3 separate regions of the Mus musculus genome follow, and all the other regions are linked to region 2. A link is a contact called in public promoter capture Hi-C data. All regions are on one chromosome and are shown on one strand. The core of a region is the stretch at or near the end of the contact, and the rest is flanking DNA. Distances in the headings are between cores, read along the strand shown. Region 1 overlaps Bcl2l13 (BCL2-like 13 (apoptosis facilitator)). Region 2 holds the start of Slc25a18 (solute carrier family 25 (mitochondrial carrier), member 18). Region 3 holds the start of Cecr2 (CECR2, histone acetyl-lysine reader).

The links. Promoter capture Hi-C pulls out the DNA fragments that hold promoters and counts their contacts.
Region 1: a contact with region 2 is called in a promoter capture Hi-C map of liver, with 2.6 times the contacts expected there. The contact joins the enhancer-like site here to the promoter of Slc25a18 in region 2. A contact is called at or near these places in 4 of 39 promoter capture datasets (the C10 cell line, HPC-7-derived erythroid cells, hematopoietic stem and progenitor cells and 1 more) and 6 of 484 Hi-C or Micro-C datasets (the Ba/F3 cell line, the G1E-ER4 cell line, the HPC-7 cell line and 3 more).
Region 3: a contact with region 2 is called in a promoter capture Hi-C map of pre-B cells. The contact joins the promoter of Cecr2 here to the promoter of Slc25a18 in region 2. A contact is called at or near these places in 18 of 39 promoter capture datasets (the 3T3-L1 cell line, 3T3-L1-derived adipocytes, the HPC-7 cell line and 13 more), 2 of 484 Hi-C or Micro-C datasets (nephron progenitors and stem cell-derived neural progenitor cells), 1 of 115 datasets of contacts at active chromatin or transcription factors (embryonic stem cells) and 2 of 9 other capture datasets (adipose tissue and pancreatic islet).

Annotation. Positions count from the first base shown.
Region 1 is chr6:120,876,687-120,880,299 of GRCm38.p6, reverse strand. All of the region lies in intron 6 of Bcl2l13 (BCL2-like 13 (apoptosis facilitator)), which reads right to left. Among named protein-coding and RNA genes, the nearest start is that of Bid, 38 kb to the left of the region's middle. Within about 2 kb of position 1,564, at least 9 of the 459 cell types and tissues checked have an H3K27ac peak or open chromatin away from gene starts, as enhancers often do.
Region 2 is chr6:120,772,020-120,775,978 of GRCm38.p6, reverse strand. It overlaps Slc25a18 (solute carrier family 25 (mitochondrial carrier), member 18), which reads right to left and starts at 2,211. Exons shown (of 10, transcript NM_001081048.2): 1 at 2,195-2,211.
Region 3 is chr6:120,663,570-120,667,646 of GRCm38.p6, reverse strand. It overlaps Cecr2 (CECR2, histone acetyl-lysine reader), which reads right to left and starts at 1,333. Exons shown (of 19, transcript NM_001368706.1): 1 at 940-1,333. The coding sequence starts at 1,065.

The DNA of each region.
Region 1 (3,613 bases), core at 315-2,814, 100 kb before region 2:
CACATTTGTAATCTCAGCACTTAAGAGGCTGAGACAAGAGGATTGCTGTAAGTTGGAGGCCAGCTTATACAGTAAGTTCTAGGCCACCCTTAATAAACTCCCTCCCTCAAAAAAATAAAAATAAAAATAAAAAAGGATGACCACTACAGCCCTGCCCAGTGGGGAGCTGTCCACACAGACAGCTGTTCTAGGGCCCTGAAGCTTGGCAGAGTGAACACTCAAATGCATTTCTAGAACCATCCATCACCTGAGCTTGTTTCTAACAGGGCATCGGCCTCACACTTGACCTTCTGCTGTAAAGCAAGCTGAAGTCCACTATATCACACTGTCTCAAGTTTATGGCCAAAAGCAGAGAAAACAGGTTACCCTCTTCAAGCAAGCAGACACACAGAAAATATGTTTGGCAACTGACTGAGTGGTTGCCTCCATGCACAAAGCCCTGGATTTCATGCCCAGCACTACAGAAACCAAGTGTGGTGGCGCAGCTCTGTAACTCCAGCACTGGGAAGACAAGGAAGGAGAACCGGGAGCTCAAGGCCAGCCTCAAGGAGGTCAGCTATATAGCAAGTTCAAGGCCAACTTGTCTACATGAAACAAAAATAAGATTAGTTAAATTTGTATACTGCTTCCTGATGTCTAATATTGAGTTTATTTTGCTTCAAGCTTGTTTTTTTTTTCCCTCACATCCGTTACACATTATTTGGCCAGCTTGATGTTAATTTCGCCTTTTGTGTCATGGCTGCTGATCTAGCACCTACGGTTTCATTTTTCCATCTGAGGATGGGTGGGTGGAATTCCACAGCCCATCCTCATTGGTAAATCCATCAAGAGAAGCACTTCCACTTAGCTGGGCCAATTCACCATCTTTCATGTATTCGGCTTATGAAATGGAAACAGGTAACAGGATACTAACAACCAAATGCTTCTTCAATCCCTTCTAAACTAAAATAAGAAGACAACGTATGGAAAGACCTTCTGGAAGTTATCATCATGTAATATGATGCCAAGACCTACAAGAGCATATCTCAGAACCCAGCTCTGGGACGGGACTGCAGCCAAGAGGCAAAGAGCTCTTGTGCAGTCCATAGTGAGGCTCTGACTTTCGTCTCTGGCACTGAAGAGGGGGATGGGAATCAATCTGGAACCCAATATAATGAACGCCCAGACCTGCAGTCTTCAGAACTTACTAAACTAAGCTGATTTTGTTGCAACCATCTACTAAGTTTCAGATCAATGTTCATAGCATGAAGCTATAAGAAACCCTTACCCTAAATGCTTCCAAGAGAATCCTTAGTCTAGACTAAAAATAGACTTTTTTGTAGCTGCTACTCTTTAAAATCTTAAGGACAATCTTCAATTCAGGTGAAACAGATAAAAGATTAATTTCATTCAAAAATGTAAGACAGACTAGTGCGAGTTTACAGTAGTTTTTCTACATAATCTAAAACTGAACCTTTTTAGTGCAGTGCATGACAACAGAGGAAATCAAAGGCACAGGAGACCTGAAGGGCTGCCCTTTCAGAAACAGATACAATGTAACCCGCTAGGAAATGAGACCGCAGAGAGCAGAGAGCAGAGAGCAGAGGGAGAAAACACTTAGTCACAGCTCGCAGCTCTTACCTGCCCTCACTGGGTAGCAGGCCAAACACAAGCCACACTTAACAGTGAGAAGACAGAAGCCACGTGAACACTTACAGACACACCTAATAGCATACCATTTACAAAACAGAAATTTCCTTTTCTTTCTTTTTTTCTTTTTTAAGCTCTCACTATGTAGTTAAGTTGGCCTGGAAGTCACTGTGAAGCCCAGGTGGCCTCAAACTAACAATTCTGCCTCTGCTCCCGAAGTACTAAGATTATACACCTGTGCCACCAGGGTTGGCTTACAATGGCATTAAGCGCTGTCAATTCAATACTCACCACTCATGCAGACACCCTGTGTCAGAGGACACAGTTGCACCCACTAATAAGAGACCAACCAGTCATAGCCTCAGGCCAGTCAACATTCTTGCACAGAGGGAAGGAGGCTCCGAGCACCCACTCTTAATGAAGGAGCTATGGCTTTTGGGGGCGGGGGGAGCCATTCTTCTTTAAGGGTGTAGATCCTGGGAGGTCAACCACACTTTGGTGTAGTGTCCCACACCCCATCGGGTAGTAAATGGGCAGTGTAAGTTGGACTTGATGGGTTATATATTTAAAAAAAAAGGACATGGAGTTGGAGATGGGAAAGGAATGGGTGGGTCTGAGAGGAGAAGAGGGTATAAATGTGATCAATCAATTGTATGGAAATTTCAAAGAAGTACTAATATTTATAAAGGGGAAAAAGAAAAGTAGCACCTGATTTCTACTTTTATCATCATCATCATCATCAATTTTTGAGACAGGGTCTCACACAGCCCACAAGCTAGCCCTGAGTCAGCTATGCCCACAAAGCTGCCCTTCAACTCCTGGTCCGCTTGCCCCCACATTCAAAGTACTGGGATCACAGGCCAATGGCTTCAGTGCCTTAGTTGTTTTTGTTAAGGTTTTCCTAAGTTTGTTTGTTTGCATGCATGCATGCGTGTGTGTGCATTCTCTCTTTCGCTTTCTCTCTCTCTCTCTCTCCCTCTCCTCCCTCCCTGTATTATGCATGTGTGTGCATTCATGTGCCAACAAATGGTTGCCCCAAATTGTGACCCATTCAATGGTGGGGGAGGGGGAAAGGGGAGGGGGAGGAGAGGGGGAGGGAGAGGGAGAGGGGAAAAAAAAGAAAAACAAAAAGGACAAAGAAAGAAATGTACATATATAAGAATGCTCAGAACAGCGTCTAATAGTAAATGGAAATATGGAGAAAACTACAGGTAAATAAGCCTGTGAGAGGTGAACCTGCAGTGCTGACCCTCAGGACAGCTGTCTGTCTCTGGGACTTGGGGCTTGCTGATTTGGCTGAGCTGTCTCTCCGGTGGTGCTGGGTGTACAAGTGTGCATCCCATGTCTGATTTTATTATTTGGGTTCTAGGAATCGAATGTGGGTCATCATGTTTGCACAGAAAGCACTTCAAAGACCATCTCCAGCTTCTAACTCCCCCCACCCCTTTTGTTGGCATGTGTTTTTGAGACCAGCTTTCTCTGTGTAGCTCTGGTGTCACTCTGTAGACCAGGCTGGCCACAAACTCAAAATTCACTTGCTTGTGCCTCCTGAGTGCTAAGATTAAATAAACTCCAACTGTATTTTAAAACTCTTTTTTCATGGAGGAAGGAAGCTGGCTAAAATGGATCACTGGTGAACTGAAGGGGAAATGAAAAAGGCTAAGGAACAACCCTAACATTAAGTGAAGCACACAGGCCACAGGAGGACACAGTAACGATGCTCCTCACCAACTCCAAAGCAGAATTACTACTGTCTACGGACACATTACTAATCCATATCTAAGCATGACCTTACTGTCTACGGACACATACACTATGACCTTAACAGTTCAGACAACCTGTGCTAGAGAGATGGCCCGGGACTAAAAGCATGCACTGCTTTTCCAGAGGACTAGAGTTCAATCCCCAGCACACGAGGTGGCTCAGGACCTGAAACCTCAAGCTGCTGCAGGCATGGACAGCCTTCATCTCATAGTTATTCTCT
Region 2 (3,959 bases), core at 962-3,461:
GTCTGGCTGGCCTGGAAACCTACCATGTAGACCATGCTGGTCTCAAACTCAAAATCCCAGTGTCTCAGCCTCCAGAGTGCTGGGATAGCAGGCATGCACTCCACTATCAAGCTACACACCAGGCTCCATATACTTTTTGCAGGTAAATATTATTGTTGTTCTTGCAAAGAACTGGACTTCAGTTTCAAGAACTGAATTGGCAGTTTACAATTATGCGTTAACTTGTTGATGACTTCTGTGGGCTCTAAGCAAGAACATGGAGCATACAAAGTCAAACACCCGAACACATAAAAGAAAAACCAACAAATTAAAGAGAGAATTCAGTGAATATTAGTGGCATCCACCTGTAATTCCAGGACTTGAAACCTCAGCCTTCAAATGGTGGGACTACATAAATTGTCATAAGCCCGAAGCCAGCCCTCACTACAGAGTGGCACTGTCTCAAAACCAAAAACTAAACCAAAGGAGGGCTGGGATGTAGTTCAGTTGGTACCTGCCTAGGATCCATGAAGTCCAACCAATCCCCAGAGCACAGGGTGGCAATCAGGAAGTAGAGAAAGGAAAAGCAGGAAATCAAGAATGTATTTGGCTAGAAAGCAAATTTTGGACCTGCTTGGGCTTCATGAGTGTCTCAAATGAAAAACCCAAACCAAATCAAACAAGAAAAAAAAAAAAAAAAGCCGGGGTGACATCACCAGCTAGGAAGGACCCACAGGAGAGGAAGATCAGGGGAGCAGGCAGCTTCAGCTTTGGTTGGCTTTGGTTCGGTTACAGGCAGAGAGAAAGAAGGGTGATGGGTCTGGAAAAGTACAGCAAAGTTAAGAGATGCACCTGAACTCTCTTTAAGCAAATTTCCAGGCAGGATCAAAGGTCTACTTGCTTCCAGAGTGGCCCTGCAAGATCCCAAGTCAGCTAGGAAGGCAGTATTTCCAACCCCCCAGGCCCAATGACCAAGTCTTATGTTACCGGGATACCCTAATGACACAGGTACACAGTCAAGCTTTCCAACTTTCTGGCTGGCTTTCAATCTTGAGTGCATCATGAAAACCAATCTCTTTAAGGCAGGTTTTGTGTAGCCCAGGAAACCAGTAAGAGGCAGTCTGGCAGGAGCTTGTTAACTAAAATGTTGCAGCAGCTGAGGGACTATCATGTATTATTAGTAGGCTGTTAGATAGCAAAGGACTACAGTTTTGATATTAGGGCCACAGTTTGAAAACTTTGAGGTGCAGAGAAAATGGGAAACTGAACTGGACTGAGACCAATGAAAGGAAGACAGCAGGTGGCCTAAGTCAGGGTGGACAGTAAGGGAGTTCGTCAGCTTTGCTATTTCTTCCCAAGTATAGATGAGAGGACATCTGTTACCATTTAGTCAGCAACATAAGCTGCCTTCCATAGTTCTTCAGGAGACGTTAGTGGAGATAGATATATCCGCTAGGTATGAAGGTAAAATTCAGCTCAGATCAGAAAGGTGTAAAGCCCTAGATTTGATGCCAGGTCCTTCCACTATGGGGGTGCTCTTATGGTCTGTGATGCATCATCAAAGAGGGTGTCTCACATCAGGGGGCTGGGCACTTCATGGGCTGATCAGGCAGGAGGAGGAAGGCACAGAACCTACATTTAAACCAGGTTCTAGGTGATGTTTGTTCATAACGTAGGTTACTGTCTGACAGATACCAGGTCAGACTTAACCTGTGCACTGATGTCTGTCCAGGCCAAATGGTGTGAACACACCAAGAACCACCCTGCTGCAATGAGTAACAAACCAGACTTCACCCTCTTCACCTCTGGCTAAGCACCATCCCTTCCAGCACTTTGGTTGCTGTAGGCTGGTTTCCTTCAATGTGTCCCCCTTTACTAACTGAGGAAAGGACAGTAGTCTTTCCTCTGTATTCTGAAGGAGCAGGCAAAGTGCCAGGCAGATGCTGCTCATCAGTCTGCTGGGCCTCAAGTGGATGCAGCAAACTGCGGGAGTGGGGATTCTGTGCTGAGTATGCACAGACATTTTCTCTCGTCAGTGCTCAACAGTACAGCGTGACAGCTCTATACATGGGGTTTTTAAAAGAGACAACAATATACAGGGCCATGTGCATAGATGGTATGCAAATACCAAGTTACATGGGGACTTAAGCACTGGGACTTAGCACTGGGAATTCTGGAACCGATCCCTAAGGACAGCAAGGGCAACTGTACTTACGGACAAGGCGTTTAGGGGTCACTCCACATCTGTGTTTGGTATACTCCAGGCCCGGCTGTGCTGGATCTTGTCTTTGCCTTCCTTCCTATAAAGACTTAACTCTTCCCTAGAGTTAAAACTCGTGATACAATCTGAGGAGCTGGCTTCACTGCTTCAAAACCTCTGCTCAGCCAGACCAGGGTGAATGGTCCTATGTGGTCAGAAATGAGCCCACAGGATGAGCAAGTTGTGGTTTTCCACTCCTCAAATGGTCTCAAGGCACCTGCATTAAAATTCGTGTCATGGAGGCACGGGGGCAGGGACTCCAGGATACAATAGCTCAATCTGGGCATTTCCCAGCTGCCTTCTTGGCTGCTACAGCACTTCACTGTGCACTGAAAGCTTTTGCTAAAACTGCCTCAGGAAACTAGAGGAGTGAGCCTTGTAAGCACAAAGGAGACAGAAACAAATGCACAAACACTGTCCTTTCAAAAGCTCAAGGAACTGAATCCAGGGCAACAGATCAACAAGGCCAAGCTACCAGAGCGAAGTGGGGGGTGAGGACAGGGAAGTCTGCCCTGACAGGCAGCAGCATCGGTGCTCAGAGCTTTGCCACTCCTGGCCGAGCTGGAAGGATTTACAGCCACCCAGGAGAAAAGAGCCACAGCCAAAGACACCATGTACATAATAGCCACAGATCATAAGCCATTCCCCTTCCAGAAGACTCCAGCTAGGTATTTCTCCGTTATTAATATTTTCAGGGAGAGATCAGAACAATACTGCACAAACAAGTTTTAAAATCAAGCTCACTAGTAGTAGAAGATAGTATTTTTTGTTGTATACAGGATTTAGCATTGTTTCGTCAAAATGATTTGTGTAGAATAGACACTTTCTTTTGAGATAGGATCTTGTGTATCCTAAGCTGTAAGCTATGTATACAAGAGGACTTGATTTTGAGCTTCCTGCCTCTCTGACACACACCCAGCTTCATCTGGAGTTGGAAGTTGGAACTTGAGGCCTCACACACAGTATAGACACTCTTTTTTGTTTGTTTTTTGAGACATGGTTTCTCTGTATAGCCCTGGCTGTCCTGGAACTCACTCTGTAGACCAGGCTGGCCTCGAACTCAGAAATCCACCTGCCTCTGCTTCCCGAGTGCTGGGATCAAAGGTGTGCGCCACCACACCGGCCGCAGACACTCTTATCAATTGATCTACATCAAGTTCTAAGAATTAAGTTCTATTTTGTTTACAGTAGATCTATTTTTAATTGACATACAGGATTGTACATGTAAATGACTGCCTGTATCTTATATGCACAATGGAAGTCAGAACTGAGCACTGGATCTCTTGGAACTGGAATTGCAAGCAGTTGTGAGTTGCTCTGTGGGTACTGGGAGAAGCAAGTACTTTTAACACTGAGCCATTCCTCCAGGCCCACAGCTAAATTCTTAGTAATCTGGCTTTCCCTGTTGAGGAATTATGTAATATGGGGGTTTTGGGTGGAGAATAAGTTAGGCTCCCAAGTTTCTATTTTCTAAGGGACAGTAGGGTGCACAAGGAAGCAGCTGTCTGGATGCCTAAGGCATGATGCAACTGGGCTGGGTTTCTGAGAGGCTGGTGCATGGGGCTGGCAGCCAGTGACTTGCCATCCCACTCCAGGCAAACAGAAACCACCACCATCAGAGAGAACAATGTGACCAGCATAGTACACACCTAGGTTTCCTAAAAGTGTTCATCCTAAAGCTTACTTTGTTCCAGAAATTACATAGACATGCAACCACACT
Region 3 (4,077 bases), core at 84-2,583, 110 kb after region 2:
AGTTTCTTGTACCTTTGTCCCAAGGAAGAAAAAAAAAAAAAAAAAGGGTGATTAAGTCCCTACAGACAGGAAAAAAAGCAACTCAACCTGCCAACCAATCAGTATTTCACAATTCCTTCCAAAAATAAATGCCAGGATGCTGCTTCGGACCATCTTATACATTCCGTTTCCCACACTCCCGCCACCGTCCTTGTCATTAGGACCCTCGGATTTTAGTCCAGTTATCACAAAGCCTCGGGTCTTGAAAGCACCTTCGGCCTGGCCAGAAAGCCATTCCTTTCCTCCTCGCTCGCCCGGGGGAATAATGGTGGCGAAATCAACTCAGAGAGAGAGCTCCCGGAATACGGACGGCTGCGCCTTCCTCCGTAGAGGAGCTGTTTTAAAAGGGAGGGGGGCCCAAACTTTCCCTCCACAGTCTCGGCGTCCCGAGCGACGGTGAGCGACGGGCGGTCCCACAAGGAGAACGCCCCAAGCCCAGGCCCCATCTGCGCCCGCCCGAAGTTGACTCGAAGCGCCCGAGAGTTACGGGCCTCCGCAAGTCCGCCAAGTGCGACCCGGGCGAGCGTCTCCCGAGCAACGCCGCCCCTGCCCGAGGCCGCTCCCGCCCCGCCGCTGTGGCCCCCGGCGCGTGAGCCCGCATCGCGTCCCGGTCCCCGCCTGAGCAGCTGCTCGCCGCCTCCGAGGCTCCAGCGGGGAGCGCGCGCGCACTCTCGCCCTCAGACCGGCCGAGAAGTCCCGGGAGAGCCCCGGGGTCCCGCGCCGACAAAAGCAGGCTCGACCCCCGCCGGCGAGAGCGCGCGGGGCCACGGGGAGCCCGTGCCGGCCGCCAGCCTCGTGCCCGCCGCCGAGCCCCCTCGCCGCCCGCACTCCGCGCCAAGTCGGCGGCCCGCGACTCCCCGCAGAGAAGCGCGGAGAAAGGGCGCAGCGCCGGCTACTCACCTCGATCTCGAAGTCGGGCAGGCGGAACGCCGTGCGAAAGAGCGAGCAGAAGTGCGCGATGGCCGGGACTTCCCACCAGGAGCGGAGCTCGCCCAGCCCGGCCGCGCCGCCTTCCTCCGGGCACATCTCCCCGCCGCGCTCGCTCACTCGCTCTCGCTCGCTCGCTCGGACTCCGGCCGCCGGCAGCGCCTCTCACTCAGCGCGCGGCGGCTCCCGCCGCTCGGCGTGAGCTCAAGCGGAGGCGCGGCCGGGCGGGGGGCGGCGGTCCGACTCGCTCAAGCGGCCGCTGCTCGGGCAGCCGGCGGGGGCCGCGCGCTCGCCCCGTCCCGCCGCGGCCGTGCGGCCGCCCCCAATCCCATACAATATAATCCACTCAGCGCTGAGGAAAACAGATGGGGCTGGGGGTGGGGAGGGGGCCCGGCAGAAACCTGGGAGGAGGGGCCGCCCACGAGGAGGGGGCGGGGCCGGCGCGCACCACAACAACAACCCCGCCCCCACCCCTGCGCGGACAGCTGCACCGAGGGCGGGGGAGGGGGAGCGGGCGAGCCGCGCCCGGGGAGGGGCCGCCCGTGACGCGGAGGGGCCCGCGCGCAGCCCGCGGGCGGCCGGGCGGGTGGGAGCCGCGCTCTGCCGTGCAGGTGTTTGGGGCCGGGGAGTTCGGCGACTTTGGTGACGGAAGACAATAAGGGTCTCTCCCACCCCCACGTGGCCTCAGTGGTCGAGTCCTTTTAAAGGGCCCGCGGGGTGGTGCTCTTGCTGGGGACTCGCTCCGGGAGTGCGCACGTGTGGGATTTCAGTTATTACTGCTGTGGAGGGTGGCGCGGGACAGAGCGAGTGGGACGTCCACGCTGGAAACCGGAGGCCCGGGGAAACGACGCGCTTTCCACCTGTTCTTTAGCGCTTTTTTATTTTTATTATTATTACTATTATTAGCCTATCTGAGAACGGGACTTAAGGGAGCGCTAAAGTGCCTCGCTTCTCCAAGGGAAGAAGGTGGTGGGGCTGGTTCGGCTGGAACCGAGTAGGATGGAGGGGTAGAGTGTGGCGGGAAGGGTGGAGTAGGGGGGAGGCACCAATCAGCAGCCTAGCGGGAAGAGCAATTTCCCCCACCCCAGGGAACGGACACGTGCAGCCGCCCTGGAGGAGACTGGCTTTGAGCCCTCTGACTGCCCTCGCCGGAGCGGAGCGCGGCTGCTGCGGGCGCGAGTGCTCACAATGTGGCTGGGAGGCTGGGGGATGGGGAAGAGCCTGGAGACTAAGGACGTGTGTCCGGGTGGGGGTGGAGACCTGCCCGGGCTGCGGGAATACGCTCCGAGAGGAAGGTGCTCGGACTTTAGAAAAGTTAACTGCTATTTAGGACGGTGGAATTCTGTCTAAACCGGAAGGGGAAAAAATCACCCCCGAAATAGCCCAGAAGTTTGGAAAAACTACGTTGTAGTAGCGCCTATTTGTATTGGTCATTTGCGCTTGAGCAGTTCTACTCTAAGAGTCCTGGCTGCTTCTTTAGTCCACCTCGCCAGAAACACCGCCCCTTAGGTGCACTCAAATTCGGCTGTTTAGATAGGTACAACCCTGGAAAGAATAATAGGGAGCGAGTTTGTGAGATAGATGTGTAAGTGGGAGGCCTGGCTCGTTCCTCCTCCCTCACCTATTCTAATTACTTTAATAACTAACCTCTTGTGTCTTTGTAAGGCAGCACTTAAAAACACTAAAATCCTTAAGTTATATATCCAAGTGTGCCTTTTGTGAGCCAACTAACCTTAAGATACTTCATCTTCCCTCACACTGCCCTGTAGGTGAGAGTTAGCAACCCCTACACGCTATCTATCCCATTTTTATTTTTAAAGTTTGTTTTTGAATGTTTTCAAAACGCAGCTACTCTGTAGATACCTCATGAATGGGGGTGGAGGGATACAGGAGGGCTCCGTGGAACTTTTTTGTGAGTCTGTAGCCCAGGCTGGAGCCTCCATGTTTGACTTGCCCTGAACTGCTGTGCTCTTCATGTATCACACCATTTTCCTTTGAAAAGGGTTGCATGAAGCCCAGACTAGGGAGCAACAAGCTCTCTGCACCTTGAACCAATCCTTCCTGCACTTGCTGGGTGCTGGGGTTACAGACACTCTGGGTGCTGTGGCGTTTCTTAACATACTTGTGTCAAAGCCATTATGTTCTGACTGTTTGTTTGATCCTTCCTCCCTGGTCTCCCTGATCCTCCTATCACTCACTTCCATCTTTATCTTTTATCATTATCTAACCTTCTTAGCTGGCATCTCAGTTGTCATTACTATAGCCTAATAATAATTAACAATACCAGAAAGCAGAAAGATAAGAGAGATTTGGCTCCTTCTTAATCACTGTGATATTGAGTGCTCGTTATACCCACTACTCACCCCCATTGTAACTTCTCCCTCTGCTTATTCTCATGCTGCCAAAAGTCCTGGAAATGAAAGGTGTTGGGAGCCTGGAAGTGCTGTACTTCTGCCCCTTAAAGGGGGTCAAGATGATCGGGACCTCCTTCCTCTGAATGGATTTGCCTCAGAGGCCTGTGTCTGCTTGAATGTCCCATATGGGTTAGTGTGACACCAGCCATTGACTATTACCAATATGCAACTCTGTTTCAGTCTGGCTCTGGTCCGACGGTTCTTAGGTCCGACCATTGGATTAGACTGGCTACTGTTGAACAGCCACTTCCTGGACTTGGCAGCCCTGGATCCTTGACTCGGCTCCGAACACTAGTTTTGCCTTTCCCTATGCCTACCTGCTTCAGACCTGTCTCCTGGACTAACTTGGAATCTAGAATAAGGACCCCTGTGGGAATGCAAGTATGGGAATTCTTAAAACAATTGTCACCTGTTTGGATTGTTCCTTTTGCTCTTGATTTGTTCCAACCTAGCCCATTCTCTCTCAGATCACCAGAGTTAGCTAAGTCTTCCCTATACCATGTCTCACTCTTGTTCTTTTCTACTCTTGAGCAGTGCCTTTAACCTCCAGTGATGCTGAGGCTACCTGGAAATAATTCTTTTATTCTCTCTACAGCTTCCATTTCATAACCTCTTCTCCCTGGGTATTTTCCATTAAAGGGGAAATTAGTCCTGACAACTTGAGTTTGAGCCCCTGACCCCACTTGGTAGAAGAAAG